Linked DNA regions of Mus musculus: region 2 is linked to region 1. Evidence: chromatin contacts called from public ChIA-PET data. All regions are on one chromosome and are shown on one strand. The core of a region is the stretch at or near the end of the contact, and the rest is flanking DNA. Distances in the headings are between cores, read along the strand shown.

Evidence for each region. ChIA-PET counts read pairs in DNA pulled down with a chosen protein or histone mark.
Region 2: an REV-ERBa ChIA-PET map of liver shows a contact between it and region 1, with 4 times the contacts expected there. The contact joins the promoter of Suclg2 here to the enhancer-like site in region 1. A contact is called at or near these places in 2 of 39 promoter capture datasets (both in liver), 7 of 484 Hi-C or Micro-C datasets (the N1E-115 cell line and liver), 5 of 115 datasets of contacts at active chromatin or transcription factors (bone marrow-derived macrophages, embryonic stem cells and liver) and 4 of 9 other capture datasets (adipose tissue, embryonic stem cells, liver and 1 more).

Annotation. Positions count from the first base shown.
Region 1 is chr6:95,647,570-95,654,246 of GRCm38.p6, reverse strand. The region is part of intron 2 of Suclg2 (succinate-Coenzyme A ligase, GDP-forming, beta subunit); the gene reads left to right. Among named protein-coding and RNA genes, the nearest start is that of Suclg2, 68 kb to the left of the region's middle. Within about 2 kb of position 2,071, at least 36 of the 459 cell types and tissues checked have an H3K27ac peak or open chromatin away from gene starts, as enhancers often do. A contact at or near this core is called in the N1E-115 cell line and liver, where this site is marked.
Region 2 is chr6:95,717,216-95,724,495 of GRCm38.p6, reverse strand. It overlaps Suclg2 (succinate-Coenzyme A ligase, GDP-forming, beta subunit), which reads left to right and starts at 5,650. Exons shown (of 11, transcript NM_011507.3): 1 at 5,650-5,807. The coding sequence starts at 5,721.

The DNA of each region.
Region 1 (6,677 bases), core at 822-3,321:
TAGGACTGAAGTCTCACAAATCTTGTTCTTATCTTATACTATAACACGCTCATTTCACATGAGTCTCACGTCAGACGTTCAGCAGATACTGTGTCAGCTGGGCTATCTGGGACAGTGTAGTTCTGGACACTAGAAGGATTTGAATGTACCTACAGCCTTAGGGCTCAGTTTTTTCCTGCTAGTCTTGGAGAAGCACCCTACTGTGCTCTGTAACCCAGTAAAGGATGATTCCCTAGACTTATCCAAAAGGGACAAGTTTTGTTTTAGGGGTTTGAAAATGAGAACAAAAAAGTAAAGTGAAGTTGGTCTTAGCTTTTCCTTGGCCCATTTTTCAAGGCCGAGGCAGAGTCCTGGTGTTGAGGCAGCAGCTCATTCAGTGAGCAAGCAGACAAGCAAGCAGGCAGGTTCACACTCAGAGAGCAGCTCATTCAGTGAGCAAGCAGACAAGCAAGCGGGCAGGTTCACACTCAGAGAGTAGTTGCTCTAGACTGAGGGAGCATCTAGTTTCTGATGTTGGATTCTGTTGATCCGAGAGGAAATTGATGACATTTAAAAGGAGATGCTGAAATTGTAGGTTTAAAATGGAACAAACTGATAGTGAGTGTGAAAGGAGGTGTCTGTGTCATTGTCACTGGGATTGTCTACAGACAGCCAAGGAAAAGAATCTGGCCGAACTCCACAGTGCTCCTGTTCTCACCACTGCAGAGTGACAGGAGCCACAAGAACACTCTTACCAAATATGTTTGAGGGTAAGATTAAAGCTGTGAAGATGTATGTCTTCCTGATGGTGCTGAGATTTTATATATGAATGAGAGAGAGAGAGAGGCTGGGCTATAAAACCTTAAGAGGTCTACTTTGCCTTCTCAGGTTTTGACTCCTCAAGATTTACAACTTTTCAAAATGGCCCCACCAGTTGTGGTCTTCATGAACCTATGGGTACTACTTTATATTTTAGCTACAATGGACATTTTGAAGTAAAATGATATATTATTAAAGTTTTTGAAAATGTGCCTTGATATTAGGTATACCTATGTTCCAGTGTAGTCCCTGCATCCCCCTTCCTACATCTCTTTCTTTCATGGTATCTGAACCCATATACCCGGTCGTCTGGATCTGCCATGTTTGTAACTCTCTTGGACCAAACAGAATGCTACCTCTCAGCTCCCAAACGTTCTCATTGCTCCACATCTTCTGTGGTCCTCTTTTGTATTTAGTCAGTTACCAAATCTTGTCAATAATTAGCTTAGCATTTTTACTTTATTGACAGAGAAGCAGGCAATGTAAGGTTAAAACACTTGTCAACATTGTGAAGTTAATAATCAACATAGACGGGATTTGCCCCCAGCTCTGTTAGATTAGATACTGCCCCTCATGCCTTTTCCTCATGGCTGACTCTTGGTGATGCTCTAGGGAGATGGTTTGTGTGCGTCAGCATGTTTAAGATGGAAAATGCGTATTAATAAAATTAGAAGGTTGTATTAAAACTTGATATAGAAGGATCTTAGATGCAGTTTATAAGACCTGTAATTTGTGGATATTAATGATTCATTTTGTTGTTTCTCTTTGGGCAACAGAACATTTTGCTGTCTGGTTGTAGAAGCTTGTTAAACTTGAACATTTGTTAAAGTGGTCAATGCTAAACTATTGTTTCTGGAATACAATTTATAGTTATAAGATTTTGAACAAGATCCTCATTGCCTTGCATTGAAAACAGGTTTATGCCTAACTGAAGAGAATAAGTTTGGCTTGGTAAATTAAGCTTTTACCATATGAGCAGTTCACTTATGCAGAAGTTTACAAGAGCATCTGAGTATGCTCTAAAGAAGGACCGATTGGGCTGGAGAGATGGCCCAGCGGCTACAGCTGCATCCACGCCTCATCCACCTGACTTTGATTCCTGGGACCAATGCTAGAAGTAGAGAACTGATTGCGTGCGTGCACACACACACACACACACACACACACACACACACACAATAAATATCTCTAGGAGCCTTAATAAGGCATATCAATGCGTGCTTTCTTTTCATTTGGACTATGGAATTCAGAGGTGGTGAGAGCAAACCCACTGTGCACAGGACTGGTGTGTACACTGCCCTTTAGTTCTCTAAGCTGCACGGAGGATGTTGGTATAACTCAGAAGTGCTGTGATATAAACACAGATAAAACATGGGGCACTGCCACTCAATCTTCAGAATCTCTACAATTTGTTCCTTATTGTCTTCACATTGACTGAGGCTCTTGGCATTTCATTAAGCAGGAAAAAGTATATATGAAAACCTCCAGTTTTTTTTTTTTTTTTTTTTTTTTTTAAACTCAGGAAGGAGAATTAAATGGAGAAATTAATCTTCTCTGAGCTAGCGACATCCATCTGAGATGCAGATGGGAGCTCTCACTGGTATCGGCTAGCTTGGGCTGCTTTCAGCTAGAGCATGTTTCCATTCATCAATATAAGAACTTAACTCTGTTTTATATAATTACATCCTGAAGCCTGGCAAATTACTCGCCATTAAGGAATTGTACTTCCTGTCTTAAGGGAGCTGCTCCCCACTGACACTGAGTGGCAGCTGCTGTTGATCCTGAGACAGTTAAACACAGCAGCCTCCGGAACTATTGAGGCTTTGCCATGCGCGGTTGAGGTCTTCCTTTGTACTGAGCGGATCTTTGTCTTACAGTGACAGTCAAGGCTAGCTTTGATCTCTGTGAAGTAAATACTCATTTTAGCAGCCTCTCATGAGTCTCAGGATCAGCAATGCAATGATATAATTTGAGTCCCCTGGGTGTGTGTTCCCCTGAAGTTCAAGAAGGTCTGCTTTCCAGAGCTAGCAGTGCTGGTGCCAGAATGAAAGTTCTTGGGCTGAGTCTAATGTCTTTCTGCCTGCCAGTGGCCTCTTTGGTGCTTTTACCATTTCTGAACCTGATTCTCTGGCCTTGATGAGTACGTGAGCTTCCTAATACTGTTTTTTTTTGTTTGTTAGTGGTGTTGTTTTGTTTTTGTCTTTTTTATTTTGTTGCGAGTGCCTCTGTGTGTATATGTGTGTGTGTGTGTGTGTGTGTGTGTGTGTACGTGTACATGTGATTATTTCATGTGGAGCACCTTTTCTTTTGACGCCCTTCCCTCCTTTCCTCTACCCCTTTGTGTAGCTTAGTCTTGCACTTGGGCTCTGACTACTGCTAGGCCAGCCTTGTAATGAAGGATCTACATCCACATCCCACAGAGTTACCTTCTGGTTGGTGCTAGTAAGCCTGGCTTGTCCAGATGAAAAGCACTCAACATAGGTCCTGGACATGGAGGTTCACCATAGCAGTGTTGTGCTGCAGGAAGTTACCACCTATGCAAGCTATGCACGGGTTCCTAAGAGTATCTGAGTTGACATTAATAGTTGGCCTAACTGTATTCCTGGAAATAATTCCATTCATCAGCCTTTAATGACATTTCCCATTATATGTATTTTAGCAGAGAAATCGCTCTCTTCTAAAATGTTCTTTCTCTTTTTTCTGGTTCTTCAAATATGAATGGGCTTCTCCTTGGAAGACCTCAGGGCAGGGTTATCCTTTCAGTAACTGTCTTGTGTCCCTGAACAGAAGCAACAGGAGAGCTGTGGAGTCAGGGCCTCCAGGGCCTCAGGCAGGCTCTGGGAGGCAGGCCGAGGGGACTGACTGTACTTGGAGCTTCGGTTCAGTCTCCTTAGAAACGGTGTGAACATGCTTTGGAAACCTGAGCTGGCGTTCGGCAGTGTGAGAATACAACACTTTGGAAGCCACAAAGATTCAACCTTCTGGCCCAGACCACATGCCTGGCATCCTGTCAAATGTGCGACTCCATTGTTTCATGCAGTCTTCACTTAAACCAAAGGAAACGAATCAGATTTCTGTGTGTCCTTCCGTGTGTCTCTATTATGTGCCTTTCGTGGAGTCAGGTATCAACTTGTTTTTAAAACCTGCTCATTGCCAGTGAACAGGAGAGTTGTGTTCCACACAGCCTCATCTCCCAGGGCCTCATCTTCCAGAACTTTGCTATACATTATTTACTCTGCTCTGTCTTAGTTCATTTGTGGGCTGTACTCGTGAGTGTTCGCTGAGTGTCTTAGACAGTTGAAATTGCAGAAAACGTGCTTGGAGGAAATGGCCCAGGGCTCGTGTTGTAGGACCTCTCTGTGGATGTTAGGACTTTTAAAAAGAAACTTTAAACACATAAACCTCTAGTAATTTTCAAGATGTTTAAATACATACAGCTCTAATAATTTTCACGATGTTTTAATCTTGGAAAACCCAGAAAAGTAAAAAGCAACATCAAAACTAAAAATTTTTTTTAAAAAGAAAACTAAAAATCTTCTTTTATTCCATTATCCAAGGGGAACCTGTATTAACATTAATATTTCCTTTCATATTTTCATGTTAATATATTTTTTCTTTCCTTCATTATTTGATTGTATCTATATGATTAAATAGTATAATTGCAAGGTAATGAATTTGCTTATAAATTTAGAAAACAGTGAACATTTTAAAAAATCTGCATGCTTATCACTTAAATAGTATTTTTTTCTTAAAAGTATTATTTTTATTATTGCATAGTGTCCGCATTGACCATCATATTTCATGCTGTGAATCTTTTGTCCTATTGTCATATCGGTGGAAGATTCGTTAGCATTCCCTAGCCCAGTTTAGCTCAGATAAGAATGATCCCCACGTGGGAATCCCCACGCGGCGATCTTATTCAGCCCCAGCGACTTTCACTCCCTTTATCCTCTCACTCTGCCCCCTTCAACAAGTGCTTCCAGAGATGACCTGGCAAACTTGCCGTGGCAGCCACTGAGGGAGGAAAGGCATGGCGAGCTGCCAGGGGAGATCTGCTTGGACTACCTGCCTTACCTCACCTAATCCCATTGTCTGAGACTGGCTGGCTCCGGGCTGTGTAGACCAGGCTGGTATGGAGTTCACAAATATCTGCTTTCCTTTGCTGCCTGAGTGCTGGGATTAAAGATGTGCACCACCACAGCTGGCCCAGTATTTAGACTTAACCTTTTTCTTTTTCTACTCCTTTTCTCTCCTTTCCCCTCCCCTCCCCTTTCTCTTCCTCTTCTTTCTCTTCCTCATCCTCCTCCTAGTATTGCATTTGTTTATTTATTTGTGTGTGTGTGTGTGTGTGTGTGTGTGTGTGTGTGTGTAAAAGCCATAGCACTTATGTGGTGATCAGAGGGCATCTTGCAGGAGTGGGCCCTCCATTCACCATGTGGGCTCTGGGTGTCCAATCATAAGCCATCAGGGTTATAGGCAAGCACCTTTCCCTCTTTGGCCCCAGTATTTAGACCCATGAGAGAACCTTTGGTCTTTGATTGGAGGCTGATGTGATAATGGGCCACATCATCAGGATGCTCATCCCCCTCTACTTTGCTGGTTATTTTCAGCATACAGTTTGCTTGGCTGTAAAGTTGTGACTAATATGTACCTAACAGCTGATTTAGATTTAGGAAGAAAGAAGGAAAGCCTAGTGCATGCCTTGTAGATGAGAGACTCACTAAGTTCCCTTTTCTCTTCAGAGTGAACAAAACCAGTGCTTTGAGCTTTCATCAGAAGAATAAAATAGCTATTAACAATGCCAATAGCATATAAAAAATAAAATTTCTCAGTGCTTTTGTGATAGCAGCTAAGTGTTAAACTCAATTTATTTACATTCTCAGATGACTTGATATTGAATATATTATTACTCATATTTTGCTAGTTGGTATTTTCTAGGAAGATGGTGGTATATGAAGTCCAAAGCTGCATAATTTTTAAAGAAAATGAAAATCACATTGCAACAGAATAAATATTACCAAAAGAATTATGCTTTTAAGATGCTGTGCCATTCTCCAAGGTGGTTATTATAGACACTGACAGTGTTTAGCATGCTCATAAATAGCACTAACTCTCCACCTGCATTTTCTAGGTTATCTACAAAATATAGAAACTCTGGAAATAAATTAGAAGCTTTAAAGGGATGATACCGCTTCATCTACCTTAGAATGAAAATTGATGTGTAAACAGCCAGCCTCAATTATGTATTTTTTTCTTCATTCAGTGTAGAATAAACTAAGACATTTGGGAGCCTGTTATTTCTCTCAAATTAAATGTGAACCCAGTATTGCAATTTTTCTTTTCTCTTTAGCCTTTTGAGTGAATGTAATAGTTACTGCTGTATGAGGAAAAGGAAACAGATGGGGCGTAGCTAACATCCAAATAACACTAGAAGTATTTTATATGCAAAATTGGAACTTCTCAGTGTCTTCAGCTGCTGTGTGTGGAAGAAAAAGAAGCAGCTGTAAATACATACATAATTTCTGTCAGTAACTTCACCAGCATCATACACAGGTGAAAACATCTAGATTCTTTTTGGACACTCGCTCAGACTTTCTTTTTCCCCTTCTGTGGATGCAGTTTACAGTCACTGTTGGCATACAGGACAGGGTTGCAGGGTGGCAGGGTGCCTTTCACAACCCATCACCCTTTTGCTCCTTCCCATGTCCCCTGTGTGTCCCTGTCTTGTCATCTTTGTTCATAGTTGTTCTCTACAGTGCGACTACTTGTCTTTTTCTTCCATCCTTTTTATTAAAAATATGTATTTTTCTCACATAATATGTTTTGATTACAGTTTCCCCTCCCTTTATTCCTCCCAATTCCTCCCACCTCCCCTTCCA
Region 2 (7,280 bases), core at 4,401-6,900, 67 kb before region 1:
ACCTATCACCTCAAGGATGAGCATTCATTATGTCAAATGAGCAGGGGGATTAGAGAGCAGTTTGCATATGACAATGCAGAAGTAACAGATATGGCTGACCCGAGACAGTGGGAGAGAAGTGTGGAGCATAGTTAACCAGGAAATGTTGAAGAGGAGAAATCCCCACTCCCCGAGGACTGTGCCACTGTCCCTGCACTCCAAGCCTGGATGTTGAGCCCTAGGATACCTTTCAGCCTGGCCTCACATCCAGACACAGTGCTGTCACTCACGACTTGATCTTTAGCCTTTGGGGTCACTGAAACAGGTTTCAGGCTCCAAACTCATAGGTTATCTCATAGGTTGTGCATCTCGCTGCTGAGGTGCCCGACATCTGCCTGGGTGAATAGACAGTATAGTGTGGTGAGCTATGTGGGCCTGGCATGAACCTGGCTCAGATCAAGGCAGGGAGAAGATTCAACCTTGACTCCCTTTATCCCTTTGACTTTGTGCACAATAGCAAAGAAGGGTGGATCTGATGTCCCTAGGCTAAGGCCGAAACTCACACTGAGCCAGCCCTTGTCCCTTATCCACATTTTCCACACCTGGATCCTGTCTCAGGACCTTTCAGAAATGAAAAAAGCTGGAGAAAAGGAGAAAGAAAGGAAAGAAGGAAAGAAGGAAGGAAGGAAGGAAGGAAGGAAGGAAGGAAGGAAGGAAGGAAGCTGGGGAAAGAAGGGAGGAAGAAAAGTGTCTGGGCTGCTTTAGGTTCAAATTCTTATGAGGGACAGACATTTTCCTTCCTGACTGACAGCTCCACGCTGTTTTAGTTAGCTACTGGAATCCAGAAGGCAGCTGCTGGGACTTCCGGGTTTTTGTGTTCCAGAGCTAGGAACTGCATCAGGTGCAAACTAGCAGAGCTAGTTTATTCAGAGACAATATCACTTCTGAGAGTGGAAGTAGACAAGAGCTGGAAAAAAGTCAAAGGGTCGGTGGCACCATGCAGGAGGGTGGGACATCTTTGCACAGCATGGCTTCCTCTGTGCGCGCTCATGTCTGCCAAGTTGAGGAGGGCTTTCTAGTTCTTCTGCCAAATGGCTTCTTTCATGTCAGCCTTAACGCCTTTCTTTATCCTACTCCTCTGCCACACTGCTTGGTTTTGCAGGTCACAAGTTTATAGGACAAAACCTCAACTCTACAAGAGGTCAGTGTTTGTCACATGTAGGCGTGTACAGCATTCTGTGGTAGATTCCAGGTTCCTAACTTCCACAAGCTTCCTACTGAGAAAAAACAAAACAAAACAAAAGGTGAAATAAACCATGGAGAAATCTATCCAAGGCGTGCACTGAGCACGGTCCATTACATCACACATTTGGAGATACCCTAAGAATGGTTAGCTTTGTCTTCCTTCTGCCACCCCTTGTGGCCTAGATGGTGATTTGGGAGAATGTGGGTAAAGGTGTGGAGAAACTGCTGATAAATGATGGAGTGAGTCCCATAGATGAGGGCCAGTCTCCCAACTGAAACTGAACTCATCTAAGTAAGGCCACCATCTTGCCTTCGAACCTACAGCTACGCACCAGTGGATGGTAAGCCAGTTTACCAAGCTCCTAGAGCATAAAAATACCAATCAGAATGCTTCCCTCTCACCTCCAAATATTCCCTTCTAGGAGGGCACTTTTTGTTTTGTTTCTATTTGTTAGAGAAGTACTGCTCTATCTCTGGCTGTCCTGAGGGTCTTATTTATCTTTACGAAGTACTCAGTGGAAATGTAGCCTTGAATCCACTATGCTCTGGCTCAGTCTTACTCTCTATCCCCACCAACCCAAAAGCAAACTCACAGAAATATAGTCTTATTGATTGATTGATTGATTGATTGATTGATTGTGGTGCTATGGATTGACTACAGGGCACCAAAGTCTGCTAGTTAAGTATCCTGTGGAGGGTTGAAACAGACCTGCCTCCCATAGGCACATGTGGTTGGACACTTGGTCCCCTGTTATGGGTACTGTTTGGGGAACCTATGGAATTTTTAGGAGGTGTTGCATTGCTGGAGGAACTATCTTCACTAAGGGTGAGCTTGGATTTCTTTATAGCCTCTCTCTACTTCCTGCCCTGCTAGCTTTCTGTGTGGATGAAATATGATCAGACAACCTCCTGCTCCTGCAAATGTCATGTGTTCCCCATAATTATGGACTCTAACCCTTTGGAGGCATAAGCCAAAATAAACCCTTTCTTCCTTAAGTTACTTTTAGTTGTGGTATTTTATTCCAGCAACAGGAAAGAAACTAATATATACTCCACCTCTCAGCTACATGTTCTGTGCTTTTTCTCCCCAAGTTCCTAGCTTAGCAAGGTGTGGTTGAATTGGTTGTTGGTAATTCTGGCAGCATGTTCAAAACTCTCACAAAGTTTAAGCATCCATTTTGCAAATATTAACTTTTTTTTTTTTTTTTCCGAGACAGGGTTTCTCTGCATAGCCCTGGCTGTCCTGGAACTCACTCTGTAGATCAGGCTGTCCTTGAACTCAGAGACCCGCCTGCCTCTACCTCCCAAGTGCTGGGATTAAAGGCGTGCGCCACCACCGCCTGGCAGAAATACATCTTTAATTCATCTTTCCTTCGATAATGGTCTAGTAAGGTTAATGACAGAAATAAGAAGCAAGGGAAGCCCATCCCATAGTATTACATCCCTAGGAACATCAACAATGTTTTGTGTCTTGGTGGGACTAGTAGTCAGATCTGAAAATATTGAAGTTTCACAGAGAAATAAACAGCAAAGTCCAGGGAATCCTGACTTGTCTGGATTTTAGTTACCCATCAGCCTTTGTTCTCTTTACACCCTGGTCCTTCCTCCAGCCTGGACCTTTTTGGTGGGCTTCCTCCCACCACACACACCATGTCATGATGACAGGCTTCTTCTCAGAGTCTGTGCTCTTCCCTTCAATCCCTTGGCCATGCAGTGTGCCCCTATGTACAGCCAAATTAGCCAGTCAGGTTCATTCCCACTGGATGTCTCCTTTACATACTGGTTCGACCAAAGAACCTCTGACCTAGAGCTAGTTGTCAACCCACTCTTGCTCGAGTTCCCGCCCAACTCCAGCTACTTTCTTTACTTCCCAATAAACCTTGTCTGCCTGCCCCTTTTCTACTGGCCTTGCTCATTCCTCTGTGCTCCCGTGGTAATGGACTCTGCTCCTACCCAGTAAACTGGCAAAGGTTATGGGGGGATGAGATGGAAACTCAGATCCACTCAGGCCATGAAGCAGAGTGGTGATCCCCAGCTGTGTGACCTTGGGAGCATTCAGAGATAGGGAGAGTTGTGTAAAGGCCATGAGGTGAAGAACTCTTGGCTGCCCAGTTATCTCTGTGCACAGTAGGACAAGGTAGGATTGTATAGGACTATTTAGGACAATATAAGACTATATAGGACAATAGGAACACCTTCTCAGGGTTGCAGTGAGAGTTGAATGGCAGCCAGAAGCAGTTGCATATATGGTTGTGTATGTATGACTGGTTTCTGTTTCAGGGAGCTCAGCTTAGAGCTCATTGAGGACCTGCTCAGCAAAGGTTATGGGGGATGAAATGACTGTCCAAACATCCGTAAGCACTAATTCAGATGGGTTTGTCAATAACAAGGACATGAGGCTCAAGCCCCTTATCAGTAGTGATAAAGAGGTAGGGAGAATAATTATCCTCGAGATAACGTCAATCCTGGAACCTTCTTGCCTCAGGCAGCTGCTGATAACTATGCCTCATTTCTCTCTTTGGACTACTGACCCAAATCCTTATCCTGCTTAGCCTGACATTCCTGGCATTCTAACTCTCTAACCTCCCTCCATACATGCAAATGCCTAGAACTAAACCAACTCTGCTCTGAGTTTTTACTCCAAAAATGTTGCTTACCTCATTTCCCCCTCCTTGGGTAATGGCTCCTATCCATTGATAGAAATGAATAAAAAGACTTGGGGAGAGGTGAAGAGCGGAGTCATAAAGTTCCGTAGGTTCTGACAAGATCAGATCAGGTGCATTCATGAAACCACCATAGACTCAAACTGTAATCATTAGCAGCCACTGGATCTCGGAAAAAGGAGATGGCTCAGTGGGTAAGAGGGCTTGCTGTACAGGCATGAGGACTGGTGTTCAGATCCCTAGCATCCATGTAGCAAGCCACCTGTAGCCATTCCACTGTAACTCTAGTATGGATCCAGGCATAGGCAGGAAGATTACTGGGGCTTGCTGGCTAAAATTCTAGTTCTACGTTGAGAGATTTTTGTCTCTGGAGAATAAGGTGGAGATAGGGCAAGTCACAGCACACGCACACACACACACACACACACACACACACACACACACACACACACACACACAAAGAGAATAGATTCTGTGGGTAAGGTTTTGAGGAGGAAAAGGCTTATCAAGGACAGATGTGGGCCAAATGTAAATCCTCGGTGAAGCGGCATAAAGACTGTTGGGGTCTCTTGGAGTAATGTTCCTACAGCTTCTCTGTCAATGTGAATTTACATCAAATGGAAGTTTAAAGGAAGCCGACAGAGGACACTCTTGTGAGGGGACTGTTGCTATAGTGTCCCTTGTCTGTCTTGTGATCATAAAAAAACAAAAACAAACCCAACACCCAATTAAAAAATATCCCCAAGTAGTGCTGAGGGGGTGAAACATGAGTTTGAATCTCATATCTCATTATCTAGCCCCTGTTATGTTTCTTATCTGTTGTATGCCTCAGTTTTCTCTTCTGCAGAATGAGTATAGAAATGCCATCTACCTAAAATGTCGCCATGAAGCTTAAATGTGTTCCTAATTGTTCAATGTCTGGTACATACTAGTTGTTACTGTGATTTGTATTTTATGTAAGTGCATAGCAGCCTGGATACTGTACACAAACACTTTTCTCCTTGTAGAGTAGAAAATCCAGCAATAGCTTTTTATTAATTTAAGGTTAAGTAGCAAGAAAACAGATGTCACTAAGGTAGGCCCAAAACCCTCCATCACTTTCGCAAAGAGACAGGGTGGTGCCTGTTTATAATCACAGTATTTTGGAAGTAGAGGCAGGGTCAGGAGTTCGAGATGAATTTCTGGCCAATGGAAGATAGACAAAAACCCTATCTCAAAAACCAAAACCAAAACAACAAACCACTACTACCCAACCAAAACCCAGTACACTCACAACACCCACACCCAAGCTTGTGCCCCCACATGGCCCAGGAACTAAGGGTAGCATTGATCCTAATTCCTTCCCTTGGAACATTACTCTCTCCAAGGTGTGTCCTCTGAAGGTGGTATCAGTTCCTAGGGCCAGACCTAGCAGCCCTCACTGCAGTGTCAAGGTCTAATCTGTCACTCCCAGGGCCAGTTTTAAGTCAGTGCCCCTGGGGCTGAGATCTGCTTTTGCCTGAAAGCCAGGCAAGATGCAGTAAGCTCTGGGAAGCCACATGGCCTTGGGGTGAGATGGTGAAGGTAGTGGGGGGTAGGGGTAACAAGGTGAGGAGTGGGTGGGGGGGTCTTCCACCGCCCCCAGCCCCCTCCTTCCTTTCTTTTTCCCAATTCCCTCACCCCAGCTCTCTACTGCACCCGCTTTCCTCCCCGCCCTTTCTCCCGCCCCGCCCCTCCTTTCTAGCTCCGTCCCTCCTCTCCTGCCCCGCCCCCTCCCGAGGCCTGGGCCCGGGCGGGCTCCCTCCTCCGCCCCCTCCCTCCCCCTCGCCGCCTCTCTTCAGGTTCCTGGTTAAGATGGCGTCCCCGGTGGCCATCGCGGCGCAGGCTGGGAAGCTTCTGCGAGAGCGAGCGCTGCGGCCGCTCCTGGCGGTCAGGTCCCAGGTGAGCGCGGCCCGGGCCACGCGAGCCACCCGCCGTGGTGCCCCATGCTCCGCGGCCTCTTCGCCCCGCGCGACCCCTGGCGATCCGGTGCTCCCCGCAGCGCGGCGGGCTGTGCGGCGTCCGAGGTGTCGGGGATCGCGGGGGTCAGAGTGCACACCCCACGACCCGGATCGTTCTAATGGCTCCCATCAGCCTTGCCCGGGCACTGGCACCCCGCGCTGGGGGCGAGTTCCCAAAAGTTGGGCGCACTGTTGGAACGCAGAGGTTTCTCAGCCGCTTACTGGCTCTGCCCGGGGGCGGCTCTAAGCCCGAGCTCGCTCGGCAGCCACGTGCTCGCTCCCCAGACTCCCGAGGCAGCTCACCTGCCCCAGTCAACCCCGCGGGGTGTCGCTTGTGACCCCCTTGTGCTTGTCTGTGGGGACCTGCAGGGGTCCAGGAGGATAGTAGAAGTGGAGTCTTGTATGAAAGGCCTGTGTGAAAACTCCTGCCTGCCCACTTGGTCCGTGCCTCCTAGAGACTTAACTAGTGTTAGACTCAGCAGCTCCTTCCTCCACGTTGCTCTCTTGTTGAATTTACCTTCTTCCATTGCAAGCGTCGCAGTAGCGAGGCTTTGGAAGGGAAATTGTGAGTTGGCATTGACACTTGGGAGAAGTCATCCAACTACTAGTCTTCCTACTTTCTCTAGTTTACCCGCCCCGCCTCCCCCCCCAACCCCCCCCCCCCCCCGCAAGAAAAACTTTCCAGTCCAATGAGAGGCAAATCACTACATTCTGACCAAGGCATGCATAGGGCACTAGGAAAAACGAAAAGAAAATAACTTACTAATGATTTTTTTTTTGTTTCTCTAAACTTTGGATCATTATGACATCTGTGAAGGTTTTTTTTTTCTTCTTTTCATTACCTGACATTCCATTTCTCTGTTATTGTTAATGGGAATTTAAGAGGCGCTAATAGTTATTACTGTAATATCCTTAACAGGCACTTGACAGTATGGTGGGTAAAGGAGAGGGATGGCGGTTTGTCTAATTAAAATCACAGATACCTGCTATAATAGAGTGAGGAGAGATCTCCAGGCGATCTGAGTCCTGTTCATTATTTAAGTGTTATATATAAAAAAACAAGAGCTGGGGTGCTGTTGCAGTAGGTTTGAATTGATGAGAAACATGGAGCCTAGGGCAGTCAAAAATGAAGAGTGAGAAATGATTGTTCAGAGAAACCTAAAACAGAATGTTTAGCTGGCTGGCGTATGTTGTCACCTTCCCTATCCAAGTTGTCATCTTCCCTATCCAAGTCGTGGAAACCTTGTCATCCTGACAAGCAGACTGGGTGAGACCTGTTACCTACATTGGGCAATGTTCATTGATTACATACTTGTATGTGACTCATTACTCTGGAAACATCAGGCTTAGATGGCAGTAGAACTCAGAGATGGCTCAGGTGGTAACTCTCTCCCCAAGCAGGAGAGCCTGGAAT